2 separate regions of the Mus musculus genome follow, and region 2 is linked to region 1. Evidence: chromatin contacts called from public HiChIP or PLAC-seq data. All regions are on one chromosome and are shown on one strand. The core of a region is the stretch at or near the end of the contact, and the rest is flanking DNA. Distances in the headings are between cores, read along the strand shown. Region 1 overlaps Gm36139 (a long non-coding RNA gene). Region 2 has its middle 23 kb from the start of Gm46162.

Evidence for each region. HiChIP or PLAC-seq counts read pairs in DNA pulled down with a chosen protein or histone mark.
Region 2: an H3K4me3 HiChIP or PLAC-seq map of microglia shows a contact between it and region 1, with 4 times the contacts expected there. The contact joins two enhancer-like sites. A contact is called at or near these places in 1 of 15 datasets of contacts at CTCF or cohesin (the G1E-ER4 cell line), 4 of 484 Hi-C or Micro-C datasets (bone marrow-derived macrophages, myocytes, uterus and 1 more), 15 of 115 datasets of contacts at active chromatin or transcription factors (astrocytes, bone marrow-derived macrophages, differentiating embryonic stem cells and 8 more) and 1 of 9 other capture datasets (embryonic stem cells).

Annotation. Positions count from the first base shown.
Region 1 is chr1:151,078,138-151,083,264 of GRCm38.p6, forward strand. The region is part of intron 1 of Gm36139 (a long non-coding RNA gene); the gene reads right to left. Gm36077 (a long non-coding RNA gene) reads right to left here. Exons shown (of 2, transcript XR_387461.2): 1 at 4,638-5,127; 2 at 2,308-2,615. Among named protein-coding and RNA genes, the nearest start is that of Gm36077, 3.2 kb to the right of the region's middle. Within about 2 kb of position 2,479, at least 60 of the 459 cell types and tissues checked have an H3K27ac peak or open chromatin away from gene starts, as enhancers often do. A contact at or near this core is called in bone marrow-derived macrophages and microglia, where this site is marked.
Region 2 is chr1:151,225,401-151,230,527 of GRCm38.p6, forward strand. No RefSeq gene overlaps it. Among named protein-coding and RNA genes, the nearest start is that of Gm46162, 23 kb to the right of the region's middle. Within about 2 kb of position 3,096, at least 25 of the 459 cell types and tissues checked have an H3K27ac peak or open chromatin away from gene starts, as enhancers often do. A contact at or near this core is called in bone marrow-derived macrophages and microglia, where this site is marked.

The sequences.
Region 1 (5,127 bases), core at 1,229-3,728:
AAAGGAAGGAGAGGAGGAAGGGAGGGGAGGAAGAAGGGAGGGGTGGAGGAAGGGAGGGGGAGGAGGAAGGAGGGGGGGGGAAGAAAAACCAAAAGAGCAAAGGAAAAGGATATGCACGGGGAGTGTTTCTGGGTCTGGATAGGGCCCTCTGCTTGGCTTTGCTCGCAAGGGAAGCCTAAGGCTGGCAGGGAGTTTAGAACTGTGCTCAAGAAAATGAGAGAGACCTGCTCTTTTCCGGGAGGTCTTGGGCAGGAGAGCTGTAAGATCCTTAGGAGATGAACACAAACCATACTTGTAGGGGCATCTCCTTTGACCTCACCTGGGTCATTGTTTCCGACAGCTTTAAGCCCAACAGTGAGAGATCTGACTTTGGGTCTTTATCAACTATTTAAAATATACGTGCTCAAGTGGATATAATATTCGTAATTAAATGATCACCCGTGTGCGTGCTTTCCAATCCAGAGACTGAAGTAGCATAAACCAACAAAGAAGTTTTGTGTGTTTCTGCATTAGACAGAGAATCCATCTTTATTACACCAAAAAGAGTTTATGGAATGACTTTTCTACGGTGGCTTCCAAAGTTGCTGCACTGTGGAAAGGCAGAAATGAAAGTCACACTCGAGGGTTTTCTGTTCTAGCAATGTTTGTCTTCATATCCTAACAGTTTGTTGTTGTTATATTATTGTTGTTGTTATTGTTATTACTATTATTAGTTTTACAGTGGGTGTGTTTCACAGTCTCTCTCAAAGCACTTTGAGATCTAAGGACAGCCTTTTCTCATTGTCCCTGTCGCCATTTTTCAGTGCCCTCTTTGTCCTTCTTCTGTCCTCCCCATCCTATGAGTCTTTTCTAAAAACTCATAAAAATGAAAGTTTTCACACACCCTTCTCTGCTTTGGATGTGAAACCTGGGTTGGCACGCTGGCGACGCACGGCTAGTCTCTACCAACAGTGGCCGCTAGAGGGAGACTAAGAGCTTGCTCCTTCCTCGTTTCACCTGTTCTTGTTTGCCTTGGCAATGGTCCTCCATCCTGCGATGAGCGATTGGTTTCAGCCTCCTGCTTTATTTCCAGAATTCTTTGAATGTATTTGAATGTGGTCTGTCGTAAATACAGATGCTAGCTAGCATTGCTGGGAAAGTTTCCCAGCACCCCAGAGCCCCTCAGACACAACCCCTGCTGGCTAGTGTCAATCTCCCACCCCAACGCCCAGGATCCTAAAACTAAGGGTATGTGAAGGGAGAGGGAGGCATTGGACACAAAGCTCCGGATTCTGGTGTTAAGAGGCAGCAGCTTTTGATAACTCTCCTTTTTTTTTACCTCCGCACCTCTGTCTTCCGCTTTCCATCTCTCCGGGGACTCACCTAGCAGCTCCTAAATCCTCGCAGTCAAATAAATAAATAAATGTCTTAAGGCAGCTTCTTCTTTCCGGGGTGGATCTTTGTGATTCATCACTGACCCCAAAACGACCTTATTTTGGTGCCTAAAACATATCCTCTAAATGACTAGTGTGCATGGGATACAGGCTCAAGGCAACAGGAGAATGGCCCACGGAAGCCTGGCTCTTCGGAGCTCTGTGCTCACCAGAGCTGTGTTCCAGCTGCATTTACTTCATCTTTCCAATATAGTCCTGGTACTATACCCCCGTGCTTCTTGCCAGCTCGGAGTCCACCCACATGTTCCTCTTGCCTGGAGCTCTCCTCCAGAGGCAACTGGTTCAGGCCTACTCCTTTTTCAAATCTAAACTCACTTATTGCTTCTTAGGAGGAACTTTGCCCAAACTTTCAGGGTGAGACCCAACGTTTTCATAGCACCTTGCAGCTCTTCTAAAAATAGGGTTTAAATAAATAATGGACGGCTTCACTGTTCCGGAACGTAAATTGGGTGGCACCTAAGGTACCGACCATGGTGGCAAGTGACTGGAAAGAGCTGAGCAACCCTGGAGCCAAGATTCTGGGCCTTAGGACTGCGCGGCTCCACTTTGCACAAAGAGGAAAAGAACAAAGCCGGCAGTCTAATGGGAAAGACAAAACTTAGATAGGCAGAGCAGACGGCATTCGGAGAACTCCAGCAGACCTTGTGTGTTATCAGAGCACAGAAAAGGACAACTCCCCAAGGCAAGGACGATAAGAAACCTGCTGGGTAGTTAAGACTCAGAAAGGACCTAAAGGCACTAAAAAGGGCTGGGGGTGGGGGTGTTTAAGACACTATAAACACACAATAAATAAATGATCTACGATCCTTTCTCCACATGTTATTTTAAAAAAGGTGTGTGTGGGGGAAGCAAACAACATCAACAACAAAAAATATTTACATTATGAGTTTTTTTTTAATTGAGATATTAAAGACTTTCTTCCCAGCCACCAAGTAAACACAGTTACCAATTTCTTATGAAGCCCTTGAGGGACAATCTCCAAAAGGGCCAGAGCACAGAGGCATGCCAAGGTCCAGTGTTCCAAGTGGCAGGCCACTGCAGGAGGGTGCCAGGACACATCACAGCCAGTGGCCGCTGTGGGCAAACAGGGACAACGTTGTCAATCCAGACGAGCATTTGTCCTGCAAAGGCAGGCAGCGAACCTGCAACCTGAAGCTGACACAGAGCTTGAGACTCTGGACCCTGTAGATGAAGACCAGAAGCAGAAGAAGGAAAGAATCGGGTTCACTGGCAAAACTATTCAGAAGCAGGGGCTAAGAAATCGCTGGTGGAAATGTGTCCGGAAGTTGAGCCGTTATTGTTAGCAAAGCGGAAAAGGAGAGTCTGGAGGACAGGCTCATAAAAAACCAGGGACTTTTAGAAAAGAACAGGAAGACAGCTGGAGGCAGTCTGAGCCTTAGAAACAGAGCATTAGAAACAACAGCACCAACAAGGTCCTTTTAGGTCTGAACTAAGATGCAAATCAATCAAATTCTCCTGCCGAGTCTGGCACTTGGAGAATATCTATCCTCTCTGCAAACGATCTGAGCTGTTCTTTGGGATTGAAAATATTTTTACCTGGTTGGGCATGGCTGTTTTTTTGTTTTTTATTATTTCCTATCAAGCCTTGCTATTTTATTTAAAATAATTTCAGTCTACTAATGTATAACATAAATGGTCGAATGAAGTCTATGAGTATCTGTATATCGCTTTTGCAAAAGTGAAATTCTATAGTCTGTGCTGAGATTTGCTTGTTTCCTTGGTCTTTCTTGTAACAATGCTGGTCTTGAACCTGGGACCCTACACATGTAAGACATGAAGTCTGCCATTGGCTGTGTCCATGGCCCTAATATGCCGTTTCATTTTTAAAGATTTATTTTATTTTTAATTTAAAGGTACCCTGTCCTAGTTAGTTTGAACATAGAATTCATTGTTATCAGCCATCATTATCCTACACCACGTAGGATAAGTTCTGCATATGTGCAGAGGTTAGAAGATTGTGTCAGATTCCTAGAGCTGGACATAAAGGCTGTTGTGAGCCAAGGGGGATGGGTGACCAGAACTCAAGTCCTCTGTAAGAGCAGTATGCCCTTACAACTGCTGATCCAGCTCTCCAGTCCCCAACACCAACTTGTTTCCATTGAGTACCATGTTTGAACTACTCTGACAGCAATTCATTTCATCATTAGCCATCAATTTTCAAAACTGAAGAAAGAGAAGTCTAGAGGACCGACTGAAACCATCCATTGACGATCCAGAGGAAAGAAATCACTTAGCAAAAGCACTCACTAAGCATCCAGCTTCATGTAAGGAAGCAATGTGGGCCACGACTGCCAGGAACTGACTCTGAGATACATACAGTGACTCCTCGGAACCATCACTTTAGAAAAGGCTTATTCCTAAAACTGTTTTAGCACGGCTCGCTCTCTGAAGAGCAGTTTTGAATACATCATTTGCTATTTCAGAACAATCCAACAAATTACCCAAATCAGCTATTTTCAAATATGTTTTGATTCTCAGTTGGCACGCAGTAATTGAGCATACTTAACGGGCTGCCGTGTGGCACTGCATAGATGTGTATAGTGTGTAGGGATCAGGTCAGGGTAATTGACCCTGCTCTCAGACATTTATCATTGCTTTCTGTTAGGAATATTGAAATTCCTTCTGCACTAGCTATCTGTAATATGAAATCAGTTATTACCAGCCATCCTCCTCCTACTGAGGTGCTGAATATTAGAGGCCATTGGTCCTATCCACCTGTACCCTTCTACCACAAACAACCCTCCCTCTGTCTTCCCCTGCTTCCACCCCTTCCCAAGTTCCAGTGACCACCTTTCTACTCCCTACATCTCTGTGATCAGAGACAGGGTTAAGCTGAAGGACATTATACTAATGAAATAAGTCAGGTGCAGGAGGGCAAATTCCATTTCGTTCTTACACACACATGGAAGCCAAAGGGACTGCTTTGGGTTGATGATTAAGGTTGATAAGCATCTCTCTACCATATCATTCCTATTTACATTTTTAAAAATTCCCTCATTTCTTCTACTCTCAATTCACAACAAACTTTACTAAATAAAGATTCAGGCTCTGCTCCCTCTACTTCTGCACTGAAACTCTGATTTCCCAACGTACTCCCGTCTGTCTGGATTCCAACTTTCATTCTCCCTTGAGAAAGATCCCGTCCTCATCTTTCTAAGCCCCCCCGAGAAGTTTCACACTAACCACCTCTTTCTCCTCAACATGTTCTCTTGTCTTGGCTTTCATGACTCCGCCTTCTGCTTTTCCTTCAGAATCACTGGCTGCTCTTTCTTAGGTTCTTTTGCCAAACTCTTCTGCCACTTTTAAAGTTAAATGTCCAGGAAAAAAAATACCATCTGTTCTCTCTCTCTGAACTTCTGCCTTAGTTATCTCTGTGCAACCCAATGGCTTTAAAGGACACCCATATGCTAATGATGGTGAGGGCTGTGTTTCCAGTGTGAACCCACCCATTCCCAAGTTCCAGGCTTTGTATTTTGGCAACTCTATTCAAATGTGTAGTAGAACCTCAAACTTAACAGGTCTGTAATACTCCTACCCCACACCCTTTTCAACAATAACAAAATCCTTTAAATTTTTCAGTTTTTATTACATCGCTCACTTAGATCACCGTGGGATACCCACATACACTCTTTCCACCACTCTTTTAGATTCAATCTCTCCACCTCTCAAGAAC
Region 2 (5,127 bases), core at 1,846-4,345, 150 kb after region 1:
CCTGCTAGAAATACATCTTTTAGGTGATTATTAGCCTGAAAAAAACGCTTTATCCTTTGACTAATTAGTTAAAATCCATATTTAGATTGTATTAGTATTTTAATTGTATATATTTATTGGGTGAATTATGATAATCCAGTAGATGTAGACAATGAATGCTGATCAAACAGGTGAACAAACGCATCTTTTAAAATGTTTTGGATTACTATGAAACACTGAGCACAGTTATGAGGTACATTTTAGATTTTTTTCTTTTAATGTCTAAAGATCACATTGTCCTTCAGTACGGTATGCTGTTTTAATGCTTTTACAAATATATTAGTTTTCACTTCTCCTTCTTCCACTGCATTTTCCATTTCATATGATATAATTCTTTTGGTAAGATTTATTTTTTTACTGTATGTGTGTGGGTATGTCTGTGTAGAGATATGTGCATATATGTGTACATATGTCCACGGAGGTCAGACACATCAGATCGCTGAAGCTGTTCTTACAGGTCATTGTGAGGCACCTGTCATGGGGGCTGGGTCCTCTAGAAGAATATTGAGTGCTCTTATCTGCTAAGTCATCCATATTCTCTATGACAGAATTCTTTAAACCCCATAAAGATATCTGCATGATTCACTTGTGCCTCTACTAATAGCTATTTTTAATCTTTTCTGGGCTGGAGCAATGGCGTAGCAGTTAAGAGCACTGACTGCTCTTCCAAAATTTCTGAGTTCAATTCCCAGCAACCACATAGTGGTTCAACAACCATCCGTAATGATATCTGACACCCTCTTCTGGTGTGTCTGAAGACAGCTACAGTGTACTTACATATAATAAATAAATCTCTGGGCTGGATCGAGCAGGGCTATTGCAGAAAGAAAAAAATTCTGCATATGTATGTTTTATCAAATGTATTTTGTGTAGCACATGTACGTCTGGTGCCAGCAAAGTCTTTAAAAGGTCATTGGGTCGACTGGAACTGGAGTGTGGGTGATTGTGAGATGCCATATGGGTGCTGGGAATAGAACTCTGGTCCTCTGGAAGAGCAGCCAGTAGCAGCTTACCACCTCTATTAAAAGCTTTTTATATCTTCAGCGGCTTCAAGTTTGCAGCAGAAAGCAACCAAATAAACCAGTTAAGCCAAATGAAATCACATTTTCCGTTTGCCTCTAACACTTCACCAAAATCTGAATTAGATCACAGAGTATTCTCCGCTTTCTTTCTAATCATCTCCATCTCTTCCTGACGGTTTTGCCTTTCAGGAACGGATGTCTTAATGCTCTGTCTGAAAAGCATCTCTCCAGCACCTACCATAAGCAACAACAGCTTGTCACACTTCTCTTCTCATGGAGTGAGCAGTTATTAGTGAAACACCAATTATTATAATGGTAGTGCAACACGGAGAACTGTCACTAGAAAGGTGACCACTGTCATCAGAGTGTTCCAACAACACCGAGTCTGTGATGAGAAGAAGGTCTCCTCTGACTGGGATAGATGGATGAGTAAACAGAGAGAACTTAAGCCAGAGGTAGCTTCTGAGACAATTCTTAAGGAATGCCTAGAATTTAATAAGCTGGGTGGGGCCGTTTCAGAGGATGAAATCCATTCATAAACCCTAGAGATGACTTGCTCTAAATGATTTAAGTAACACCCAGACAGACATTTGCCTGAGGACATGTGGCTAGTTCACGGCTGTAAGGACTTCCTTGGTAGTTGACAGAGCAATGGCTGTCTATGGCTACAGCATTCCTTCTAGTTACATGATGGGACAAGATTTGAATTGCTTGACCTTCCAGCAACAGCCAACAAGGCTAAGCTTGTTCAAAAAAATACCTCTTGATTCTTCACTCTCAGAAGCCCAGGATGCAGTCGTTCATCCTCCATCTGCCTCCAGCCTGGAATCCAGGCTCTGCACCAGCCCCACTCAATCTCCACCCTCCTTTCCTGGGCCGTCCAGAACTGTCAGTTTGCCTTCACCTTTTCTAAGTGATTCCATCATCTTCTTTCCTCCACTGAAACTTTGGGTGCAAAGCTTAACTCTCTGCTCTTTGTGGGATTGATCTCCAGGTGATCTCACCTGGCTCTCAGGTGTCCAGCCCTGTGATAACAAAGTTCTCGACTGAGCCTCTTGATGCTTTAAATCACAATCAAGGGGGAGTCACAGCATAAGCAGTGCTGCACCGGTTCAAAGCAATCCCCTCTGTAGCTGTGCGTCCTGAGGTCATACCCCAAGGCTCACTCATATTCCCCTCCGCCCTCCACAGAGCTTTATGCCCGGGAGAAGGAGCCATAGACTCATCCAAGAGTCATCCTCACATCCCATTTTGAGGCTCTTGAAGACTCCCCCTGAGGTGCCCACTTCCTGCCACAGAATGAATGGCCTTTTTCCACAGCCGCCTCTCCTTTGCACAGCGCTCCTAACTCTGTGTGTCAGACCCTCGCTTACCCGGCAAGTTTCATCTTACATTACTGTGTATATATCTTTTCTGTGAGCTACTTTTTCTCCTCACCCCCAGCCCAGTTCATACACAGCCTCATAACAAACTCACAGAGCACTGTAATATGAAAACAGTTTATTTTTTGGAACAGACAAAACAGAAAAAATTTGGTTTGACCATAATAAATACTTTATAGCTGTGCATATAAATAGCACCAAATGTCATTATTGCTTTTCTCTTGTTTTCAATCTATTATGATGTCGCATTCCAAGCAAAAGGTTATTTTTATAGGATGGGAAAGGTGAGGATTTGAAATACCACATATTTCCCAAAGACGCTGCTGTTCATTGGCTATTGTTTTTAACCTTGAACACGAAATTCAAACTTCTAAGGAGACAAAATTATATAACTCTAAACAAAACAAATAACTCAAAGGATTCTACCATGATTGGTTTTTTGGTATTGGGGTTTTTTTGTTTTGCTTTTTGTTTGGGGGGTTGTTTTTGTTTTTGTTTTTGCATTGATTCCCAACCCCCAGTAATGTATTTCTTTCTCTAGCTATTCCTAAGTAGGTTAGAGCTGCCATGATGTCCTGTACCTACAACTGTAGATTGTAGCTTCTGTGGATGGAAAGGCTCAGAAAGAAGAAGTTAGGCTAAAACTAACAGGCCAGCCTAGGCAACACAGCAATCAGTTCCTTAAAAAGAGGGGGGAGGGATATATATTTTTAAGTTGGATTCTAACTTCTCAGATAGGTTGAGAGACAGCTGAAGTAATATAAGAAGAAAAATCCTATCTCATGTTGTCAATGAATGGCTCTCTGCTAACCAGTGCACCTGGTACAAGGTTCTTCTTTTTTGGGTTATGAATTATTTATTTATGACCTTTAGTAAGTCCCAGACATTGCCTCATTACTGTCTCATGCAAGAACTATGCCATGCAAGGAATTCTATTGCAATCTGTTTCCCCCATTAGGGTGGTATGTGTGTTAAGGGCTAGAGTGGTGTAATTAAATGATCTGTTCAAGTCAGTGCTTTAAAACAGTAAGTCTGTGGTTCGTAGATGTTGGTTTCTATTTGCTAATTCTGAGACACCAGGAGAAAGAAGTATTAGGCAGTCAGATTCCTGAGTCTTACTGGCCATCATGAGGCTAGACATACACAAGAGATCACCAAAACAGTTGTGGTCCAAAGTTGGATGCCTTAAAAATTCAAGGGAGGTGAACATTTGTTATCTGATATTATACTAGCTAGTTACTTCATTTTTGCTGTTAAGATATATTCTTGAGCCAGTTAGCCAGTGAACTGTTATAGAGGCAAGAATGGTCCTGAAGGCAGACTTCTATTTCCAGCTCAATTCCACATCACACGTTATTTAGTATTAGAAAAAAAGAATTATTCTTCTGAGAATCAGGGTACTAATTTGTCACCTAACAGACCTTTGATTTAATGATGCATGTACATGCATAGACCTTGGTCTCCTTCTTTGTTTTTCTGGTGTTTGGTTGTTTGGTATGGCTTGGTTTGGCTGAGCTTTGCTTTGGTTTGAGGTATTTTGAGACCTTGTCTGAGCTGGAACTCATCATTTCCTGTCTCAAACATCTGAGTGCTGGGATGGCGGGCATGCACAACCAAGCTCAGAACACAGCCTTGCTTCTAAGGAATATCTGTTCTTCCTCTCTGAACAACCTTTGCTGACAATCACTGGTAGATCCCACCTAAACACAAAGGATAACTGAGTTACTTGGGTCCACCTGTTCTCAACCTATGGGTTGAGACTCCTTTGGGGGTTGAATAAAGTGGAAATTTCTGGTTTCTTTAGAGACTTGGGTTATAATGATGTTCTGCTGGGGCAGTCAGGTGAAAGGACGTTTTGCTATAGCAAACATGTGAAAGGGCACATGATGTTTAGAAAGAATATAAGTATGACCCCACAGACAGTTCGCTTTGTACCTCCTCGATAGCCTTTGCTGATGACACACATGTATTGACTTGCCTCACATTGTGCTGCTGAGCTTCGCTTGTGGTGACTTCAATCATGCCCACCTCTTAATATTTCCAATCTTCTTCCTCAACCAAATACTGACCACTCCCATCTCACTCCTGCATTGAAACTTTAGAGGAACTATTACCGCATCCTTCACACATACAGGAGGGCACATTCCCTCAGGCCATCTATACCTGGTATATATATATATACCTTTTTACATGAAGGGACCAGAAGATCTGGCTATGCCATAGTATCAGACACAGAGGTGGTGGAGGCACAGGCGCTTCCTGCCCATACCACCAGTCAACAAGCTGAACTAATAGCCCTTACCTGTGCCTTTTAACTGGCACAAGGAAAATCCCTCAACATCTACACAGATTCCAAATATGCTTTCCATATCTTCCTGTCCCAGGCTGCTATCTGGAAGGAGCACAGGTTACTTACCACAAAAGAAGGATAACTAATGCAAACTAAATTATGGCCATGTTAAAGGCCTCCCATCTCCCTACAGCTATTGGGATTGTCCACTGCAGAGACGGATGACTCCTATTGTCTCCAAGGGAAACAACCGAGCCAATGAGGCAGCTAGAGCTGTGGCCCTTAGAGGCCTAGACTTGTCTCATCCTCCCCAGGACATTCTCACTACAACCTACATCTCCACCTTCATCCCCTGACACCCACCAAACTCTGTCCTATCTTTGCCAACTCTTTC